Linked DNA regions of Zea mays: region 2 is linked to region 1. A link is a contact called in public Hi-C data. All regions are on one chromosome and are shown on one strand. The core of a region is the stretch at or near the end of the contact, and the rest is flanking DNA. Distances in the headings are between cores, read along the strand shown.

The links. Hi-C and Micro-C count contacts between places; a contact is called where the count stands out from the background.
Region 2: a Hi-C map of endosperm shows a contact between it and region 1, with 4 times the contacts expected there. The contact joins the promoter of LOC100194025 here to the enhancer-like site in region 1. A contact is called at or near these places in 7 of 25 Hi-C or Micro-C datasets (bundle sheath, ear, endosperm and 4 more) and 1 of 3 datasets of contacts at active chromatin or transcription factors (leaf).

Annotation. Positions count from the first base shown.
Region 1 is chr5:118,011,077-118,015,097 of Zm-B73-REFERENCE-NAM-5.0, forward strand. No RefSeq gene overlaps it. Among protein-coding and RNA genes, the nearest start is that of LOC100283886, 26 kb to the left of the region's middle. Within about 2 kb of position 1,900, at least 20 of the 20 cell types and tissues checked have an H3K27ac peak or open chromatin away from gene starts, as enhancers often do. A contact at or near this core is called in bundle sheath, ear, endosperm and 4 more, where this site is marked.
Region 2 is chr5:118,134,754-118,138,774 of Zm-B73-REFERENCE-NAM-5.0, forward strand. It overlaps LOC100194025 (F-box family member), which reads left to right and starts at 1,633. Exons shown (of 2, transcript NM_001139088.2): 1 at 1,633-1,877; 2 at 2,016-4,021. The coding sequence starts at 1,853. The coding sequence ends at 3,922.

The DNA of each region.
Region 1 (4,021 bases), core at 650-3,149:
CTCTAGGTGGGGCCGGAAAGTTTTCCTGGGTTCTAGATCTCGAATTAATAGGTTGATGCATTGTATAGTGCGATGGGAAGTGTTGCTGGGACAGGTGAGGATTCAGGTAGCAATCCTCCTCAAAAAGGTCGTGTGCGGACTGTCCGGTCATTGGCCCGGACCGTCCGTGATTATGTGCGGACCGTCCGTCGTTGTACCCGGATGGTCCGACTGGGTAGTTTGGGTTCTGTGCCGTGTGTGGTGGCTCGGACGCATATCTAGGTAACTCATTAAAAATAGGCCCGACTGTTGCTGGCCCGGACGGTCCGCGCTCACGTGCGGACGGTCCGGGCATGTGCAGATCGGCTGATTTGCTGCCGATTTGCGGTTGCTTAGGGTATGTGTCCATCGGCATCCCATAAAGGGGTTGTGACTGGTCGTGACAACCTGTAGCCGATGTGTTACACGCGTTATCTCCTAACTCAACCTCGTGCGAAGGAAAATTTGCGGTACTAGATTTATCAAATGCACGTACTAGTCTCTTAAGATCGCTTTGCATACCCCCTATGATGTTCTGCATTTGTTCACGTTGATCTTCTACATAATTTCTAAGAGATTGCAGATCGTTGGTATTACTTACATTGGGGATATCTGGCGTGGGTTGGAGCGAAGCCGGATCCGTCGCCCGATGTCGGACGACCTTGTTGTTCCTGTCCACTTTGAAGTTGGCCAAGAACTTCGCTTTCGCCTCCTGGATCATCCGCTCCTTGTGCTCTTCGAACTGGAGCTGCTCATCAGCCGGCAAGGTTTCCCAAGTCAGCTCTATGATGTTGCTTGGAGAAATATCAGAGCTTTCCCTTGAACCGGCCATTGAGGGCCGATTTGATGGGCTTAGATGTTTTGTCCCCAGCGGAGTCGCCAAAAGTATGTTGACGCCTTTTCGGAGCGCCAAACACTCAACAAGAACCGTGGCAGTGCCCTCTGCACAGGGGCGGACGGTCCGCGCGCAGGGGCCGGACGGTCCGCGGCCTGGTGCGAGGCGCGGTGGTGCTCTCTGCGCAAGGGCGGACTGTCCGCGGCCTGGTGCGCTGCTGGTACTTCTGCCTGACGGCCGGACGGTCCGCGCCCTGGGGCCGGACGGTCCGCACGTACGCAGGGACGGCGGAAGATCGCCGACGGCGCCTGGATCTCGCTCCCGGGAGGGACCCCGTCGGGGAGTAGAGATCCTAGGTGGTGTCTAGGCTCGGGCAGGCCGACCTAGACTCCTCTAATCGACGTAGAGTCGAGGAGAGACGGAGAATTTGGGGATCGAGTGGCTAAACCTAAACTAGACTAGAACTACTCCTAGGATAAAATGCGAATAAAAATTGTATTGATTCGATTGTTGATGATTACAAATCGGTCGTAGACCTCTCTATTTATAGAGGAGGGGGGCTGGACCATTTACACAACTGATTCCGAGCTAATCCCGCGAATATAGCTAACAACCGTAGCACAAAACTCGGAACCCTAATCTGTTCTGCGCACGCGCGGACCGTCTGGCCCACAGACGCGGACCGTCCGGACCGCGGACCGTCCGGCCTCAGGGCCGGACAGTCCGGCGCTCAATTCTGGTTCGAACACCACGCGATCGGCCGGTGGCTACCCCGGTGGGGTCCGGCGACCCCGGCCGGTGGCTGCGCCTTCACGCGCGCGAGACAATTTTCCCCGCCGCGTGCTACCCCGGGTGGGGTCCGGCGACTCTGGCCGGTGGCTGTGCCTTCACGCGCGCGAGACACGCGATGGAACGGAACGGAATCCTCGGGAAATCAAATCATCATCGCAGAAAGGAAATCTAGAAAGAGGGACTGCATCTGAGGAAGGGGGGCAGGCTGGTGCGTGCAGCGTGCCCGACAGCGACGCGTGCGCGGACGCGTGATCCAGGGCGCGCCGCGTAGGCGTCGGAGCGACCGGCCCTGCACGGGCGGCCCACACCCCCCGCGCCGATGCCCTTTGCTCTGCGTCTCTGGCTCTCTGCCCTTCCTGGCTTCCTACTAGTACTGGAAAACGGAACGACCGCGACGGCGAAAGGAGAGTGGCGACGGCCGGCCAACACCGCAACGGCATCGGCATGTGCGCCCCATCAACTCTGGCGCGCACCGAGCAAGCAACTGGCCGCGTGCGTGCGCACGGTATGGGAACGGGGTGGCGGCGGCGGGGCGGCCGTTTGCCCGCTCCCCCTCTCGGTTGTTCGGTCGTCCCATCCCTTCGAGCGGCCGGCCGTGCGCACAGGATCAGCTGTGCGTGCTGTGCCGTGTGCACCGACCCACCCTCTCTCTCTCTCCCCCGAATCAGCCCGTACGCTGGACACGGCGACGCCAGCAGAGGCGGGGCATCGAATCGGCTCCGGCAGATGCCGCTCCCTTCCATTCCAGCCTCTCGGACGCCCACGCCCATGTGCGGGGATCAGGACGGCCACCCGAAGAATCCCGAACGCCGAACCTGACAGATCTCCTCTCCAAAGCAAAAGCAGGCACGGGCATGGCCAGGTGCGCTTCACTCGGTTCCGCGCGATCATGGTTCACGATGATGATGACGATTCCGAATGCGGATGATGCCATCTAGCAGCTGGAAACTTCCTGCCGTTTCAGTCGGTCACCGATTACTTCATCGTCGTTAAACAAGTGTTTTCGGGAGCAAATCACGCATCGACCCGGTCGCCGAGAAGCCACGCCTGCTTAAAATGCAATTAGCACGGCGCAAGTGGGGCGTTTTGTTAGGACAAAACTGGTGAAAGAATACTCCAGTCCTGCCGCTGCTTCCTCTCTATTTTAAATTGTAAATTATTTTTATCTTTTTTTTTTAAAAATATGTTTCTTTTTTGCTATATACTTCATTTACACTATAAATATTAATTAGTATTTTATATATACTATCCTTAGCTAGATTTACATTAATGGAGTGACTCATCGAGAAGCGCATGAATGACATTATTCTAGGGACCCAGCTAGGAGAGAGTAATATAACAACTAAATACAAAGAGTAGGCGGAGGTCCACGTGGAAGGGTGCCCCAACGTTGTAGATCAACAGCGACAAATGGAGCTTATCTCCACTAATCACTTAGGGTCTCTTTGGTTCCTTAGTACATGGGCTAAATTTTAGTCGAGGGACTAAAACTTAGTCGCTACTGTGTTTTGTTGCGGTAACTACAAGTATTCAATCAAAACGTATTAAATTAATATGATTTATAAGAAGACTAAAATGTTTCTTAACATTCTTTCACCATCAGTGCAACTGAAATAAATTAGAGGCAAAAGATAGAATTAATATAGTTTACCTCTTTTAGGTTACCATTTAAGGGACTAGCGATAAAAACAGTTTAGTCTCTATTTTAATCCTACTGTTTGACTATTTATACACTAAATGAAACTAGAATGGATGGCCTTTAGTCACTCAAACCAAACAAGGTCTCAGTAATAATCAAACCAAGGACGATATAAAAGTGCAAATCATTGATCCACTAGGCCATTAGACGAACCCCCACTATCTCTTAAACAAAGCAGTTAATGCGGCACGCACGTTTAAGGCGGATGAGAGGGAGACGAGGGGGCTAGGTTCGCTGCACGCGCGGAGGCTAGGCCTGTGTGTGTGTGACGAAGCAAGAGTGACGCTAAGGGAGGCAAAGCGTTTTGCACGAGATCTTCTGGTACCAAAACTAAACGCTTCTGTTGTTCAACTTCTATGAATTTCCATTCCTGAATTCGTCAAAGAAAAAGGAGTTCCTATATATCCTCTCATTTTTCATATATATTTCTCGCTTCACTTAAGCGGAGATGCGCGCCAAAATCCTTCCCCTCCCGCGTCACCTTCTGTGTGGACCGGGAGGTGTTCCTTTTTAGTGTGTCAAATTCAACTAAATTTATATAAAATAATATTGGCAGTTATATCAAAAAATACATTTATTATGATATATCTTGTTATCAATCTAATGAAACTTAAAAGCATGATAATAAACACTGGTATCTTTTATATATTTTAAAATATACATTGTTTGACTCCTAC
Region 2 (4,021 bases), core at 383-2,882, 120 kb after region 1:
AATGCATGCACCTTGCAACGACACCAATCATATTTGGCGATATATTGCAATGGTTATATTGCAATGGTTGTACAACACATGAGGGCACAATGGCAACACACTGTGATGGACCCTCTCTATAAAAAAATTTAAAACTAAAGTGGACCCTCCCTACAAAAAATAAGTTTAAAATTAAAGTGGACATATGACTCACATACTAGATATTAAATATTGTACTTTATCTTAGCTAAAAGTCCGAGAAAGATATTAGTTGAATATCTGACATGCCCCTTTTTTATAGCTAACTCGGTCGCTTATCCTTCTTCAGCTAGTAAGGTGGTACTACCCGAGAGCATTGTGCTACGTGTGGCTTCATGTCGTGTTGTGCTTGGACGATTTCTCATGGCCTTATGACAACACACGATGAGCGTGGATCCCAGGTTAGATTAAAAAGAAGTATAATGACTTTTTTTGCAAAAGGGGTGACAGTGGAAACCAGGTTTATAGCTAACTCGATCGTTCGTCCTACTTCATCTAGCGAGGTGGACATATGATACTATTCAGGAGTGCTGCGCTCCGTGCAGTTTTGCGTTATGTTGGGTTTTGTGTTTTCTCTTGTTTTATCTAGGAGGTAACGACACACGATGACAGTGGACCGCGAGTTAGATTAGAAAAAAAACATAAATATTTTTTAAAGGGACGACAATGAAAACTAGGAAAACTGATACTTTATAGGAGTAAAGATAGAGAAGAGAAGAAAAGAGATGTAGTCTTGATTAGTGTTTAGACTGTCTCGAGCAGATTACTTATCATATCTTCTATTATATCTCTCATTTTAAAATTTACTCTATAAATAATGTAATATATAGTGTAAAATAATGCTTTGTATGATCCAATGAAGACATCCTGTACATCTGTATCTAGTAAGGGATGAAAACAATCGGAAACAATATTTATTCGGTAATCAGTTTTTTGGTCGTTTTTCTTTGATTGCAAATAAATAGGATATAAAATCTACCATATAAATGTGTATTCTTATTTTTAACATTGAGATTGTAAAGATTTATAAAAGGTAAACCTTAAATTCATCTTATATCTTCTCAAATGATAGGTATAAATAAAATTTGGTATGGATTTAAAAACAAATTCGACAAATTTTTTATATTTTTATTGTAGGAAGTAAATAACACATAAAACAATTTATACAATATTTTATTCTTATTTATAATAATGAGCTTGATAGTATAATAAAAATCAACATAAAATTTTATGAATATTTATTTTAAAATATTAAATTTATCTAGCGGTTCTATTACCACTTTCATCTGCTTCCATCCAAACGACCCCGCTCTACGCCGTACGGCCGTACCTGTCCAGCGCGGAGGTTCAATGAATCCAGCTCGCCGCGTGCGGTGCAATGCAACTTGGCGCCACGGGTGTCGAGGGGCACGCGACGCCGAGGCCCCCGCCACGTCCCTTGGGCGCACCAAGGGACAAGGGTGCGCGCTCTCCTTTCCCCGATCCGGATTCATCCGCTCCGCCAGGCCGCGGCCACAGTGCCACACGCAAGCGGGCCAAGCTGCCAACCACCCTTTTCTCTCTCTACCCCCTATATTCCTCTCCCATCTCTTCGCCGTCTTCTTTTCCTCCCCTAGGTCGGTCTCCTCCCCTCTCCCCACCGAGGTTCCCCCTCCTTCCTTCGCTTCCTTTTTTCCCTGTCGCCGGCGGCGACAGGGTTCCGTTTTCCTTGCTCCGGCGGGCTGTAAATGCTTCCGGCCCTCTTCGGTGCCTCAGATCCGGTGGTGCTCGTTCTTCTGGTCTTGATTCGAGTGGGAGGGGAAGGGGTCGCTTCGGTGTTGGGTGACTCGGAGACATGCCTGCGCTCTACGCTTACGGAGGTGAGGGCGAAAAACATCCTCTTTATTCTTCTTTTCTTAGGAGCTCTGTCGATCGATTTGAGATTTTACGCTGGGAGGGAGGGATTACGTGTGGCATCCCGTTCTGATGGTTAATTGGTTGCTTCTTGGATGGACCAGATGACGGGTGCCTCGTCTCGGCGCCGGCTGAGCTGGCCGGACTCTTCTGCCGCGGCGCCGTGCAGCAGCGGAAGCGCACGCTAGTGGCCGCGTCCGCTGTGGCCGCCGCGGCCGCGGAGTGCGTGAGGGCGGCCAAGAAGCAGAGGCAGCTTCCGTCGCTCGACGCGCTCCCGGACGAGTGCCTCTTCGAGATCCTGCGCCGCGTGCCCGGCCGTCGCGGCGCCGCTGCCTGCGTCTCCCGCCGCTGGCTCGCGCTCCTCGGCAGCATCCGGGTCTCCGAGTTCGGCCAGGCCGCCGCGGCGGCGGACACCCCGTCGCTGCCGGACCTGAACGAGGAGTTCGTCATGGAGGAGGATAAGGAGGAGGTCCCCGCGGATCGGTGCGTTGACAGGGTCCTCGAGGGCAAGGAGGCCACCGACGTCCGCCTGGCCGCCATGGCCGTCGTCGCCGGATCCTGTGGCGGGCTGGAGAAGCTCTCCGTCCGTGGAAGCCACCCGGCCCGTGGCGTCACAGACCAAGGACTCTCGGCGGTTGCACGCGGCAGCCCCAACCTCAGCTCGCTCGCGCTCTGGGACGTGCCTCTTATCACCGACGCTGGACTTGTGGAGATCGCCGCCGGGTGCCCCTTGCTGGAGCGTCTGGATATTTCTCGATGCCCCCTCATCACAGACAAGGGCCTCGCCGCTTTTGCGCAGGGGTGCCCCGACTTGGTGTCTCTGACCATCGAGGCATGCTCTAGTGTTGGCGATGAGGGCTTGAGGGCAATTGGCCGCAGCTGCATGAAACTGCAAGCTGTGAACATCAAGAACTGTCCTCTTGTTGGTGACCAAGGCATCTCCAGCCTGGTGTGCTCTGCCACTGCTTCGCTTGCTAAGATCCGGCTCCAGGGACTGAACATAACTGATGCTTCACTTGCTGTGATTGGATACTACGGGAAGGCCATCACTGACCTTTCACTTACTCGTCTTGCTACTGTTGGTGAGAGGGGTTTCTGGGTGATGGCTAATGCTGCTGGCCTGCAGAATCTCAGGTGCATGAGTGTTACCTCTTGCCCTGGAGTCACTGATCTTGCGCTCGCTTCTATTGCCAAGTTCTGCCCAAGCTTGAAGAAGCTTTACCTGAGGAAGTGCGGACATGTGTCGGATGCTGGCCTTAAGGCCTTCACAGAATCAGCAAAGGTGTTTGAGAACTTACAGCTTGAGGAATGCAACCGTGTTACTCTTGTTGGTATTCTTGCTTTCCTCAACTGCAGCCAGAAGTTCAGGGCTCTCTCTTTGGTGAAATGCATGGGGATCAAGGATATCTGCTCTGTGCCACAACTTCCTTTTTGCCGTTCACTTCGTTTCCTTACAATCAAGGACTGCCCAGGTTTCACCAATGCAAGCTTGGCCGTGGTAGGGATGATTTGCCCTCAGTTGGAGCAGGTTGACTTGAGTGGTCTTGGTGAGGTCACTGATAATGGGCTTCTTCCATTGATCCAGTCTTCTGAATCTGGTCTGATCAAGGTTGACTTGAGTGGTTGCAAGAACATCACAGATGTGGCTGTCTCCTCTCTGGTGAAGCGACATGGAAAATCTCTGAAGAAAGTCAGCCTTGAGGGTTGCAGCAAGATAACAGATGCTAGCCTCTTCACCATGTCTGAGAGCTGCACCGAGCTTGCCGAGCTTGATCTTTCAAACTGCATGGTTAGTGACTATGGTGTTGCCATGCTGGCATCTGCAAGGCACCTCAAGCTTCGTGTTCTCTCACTGTCTGGTTGCTCTAAGGTTACTCAGAAGAGTGTGCCGTTCTTGGGCAACCTTGGCCAGTCTCTAGAGGGCCTCAATCTTCAGTTCTGCAACATGATTGGCAACCACAACATCGCATCCCTGGAGAAAAAGCTCTGGTGGTGCGACATCCTTGCATAGGCAGCAGACAAGATGAGCCATTGCTGGAAGGGGCTCATGTCTACTGGGAGCCACTTCCAGATGCAGATATACGACCTTAGCAGTAGCACAACCAGACGG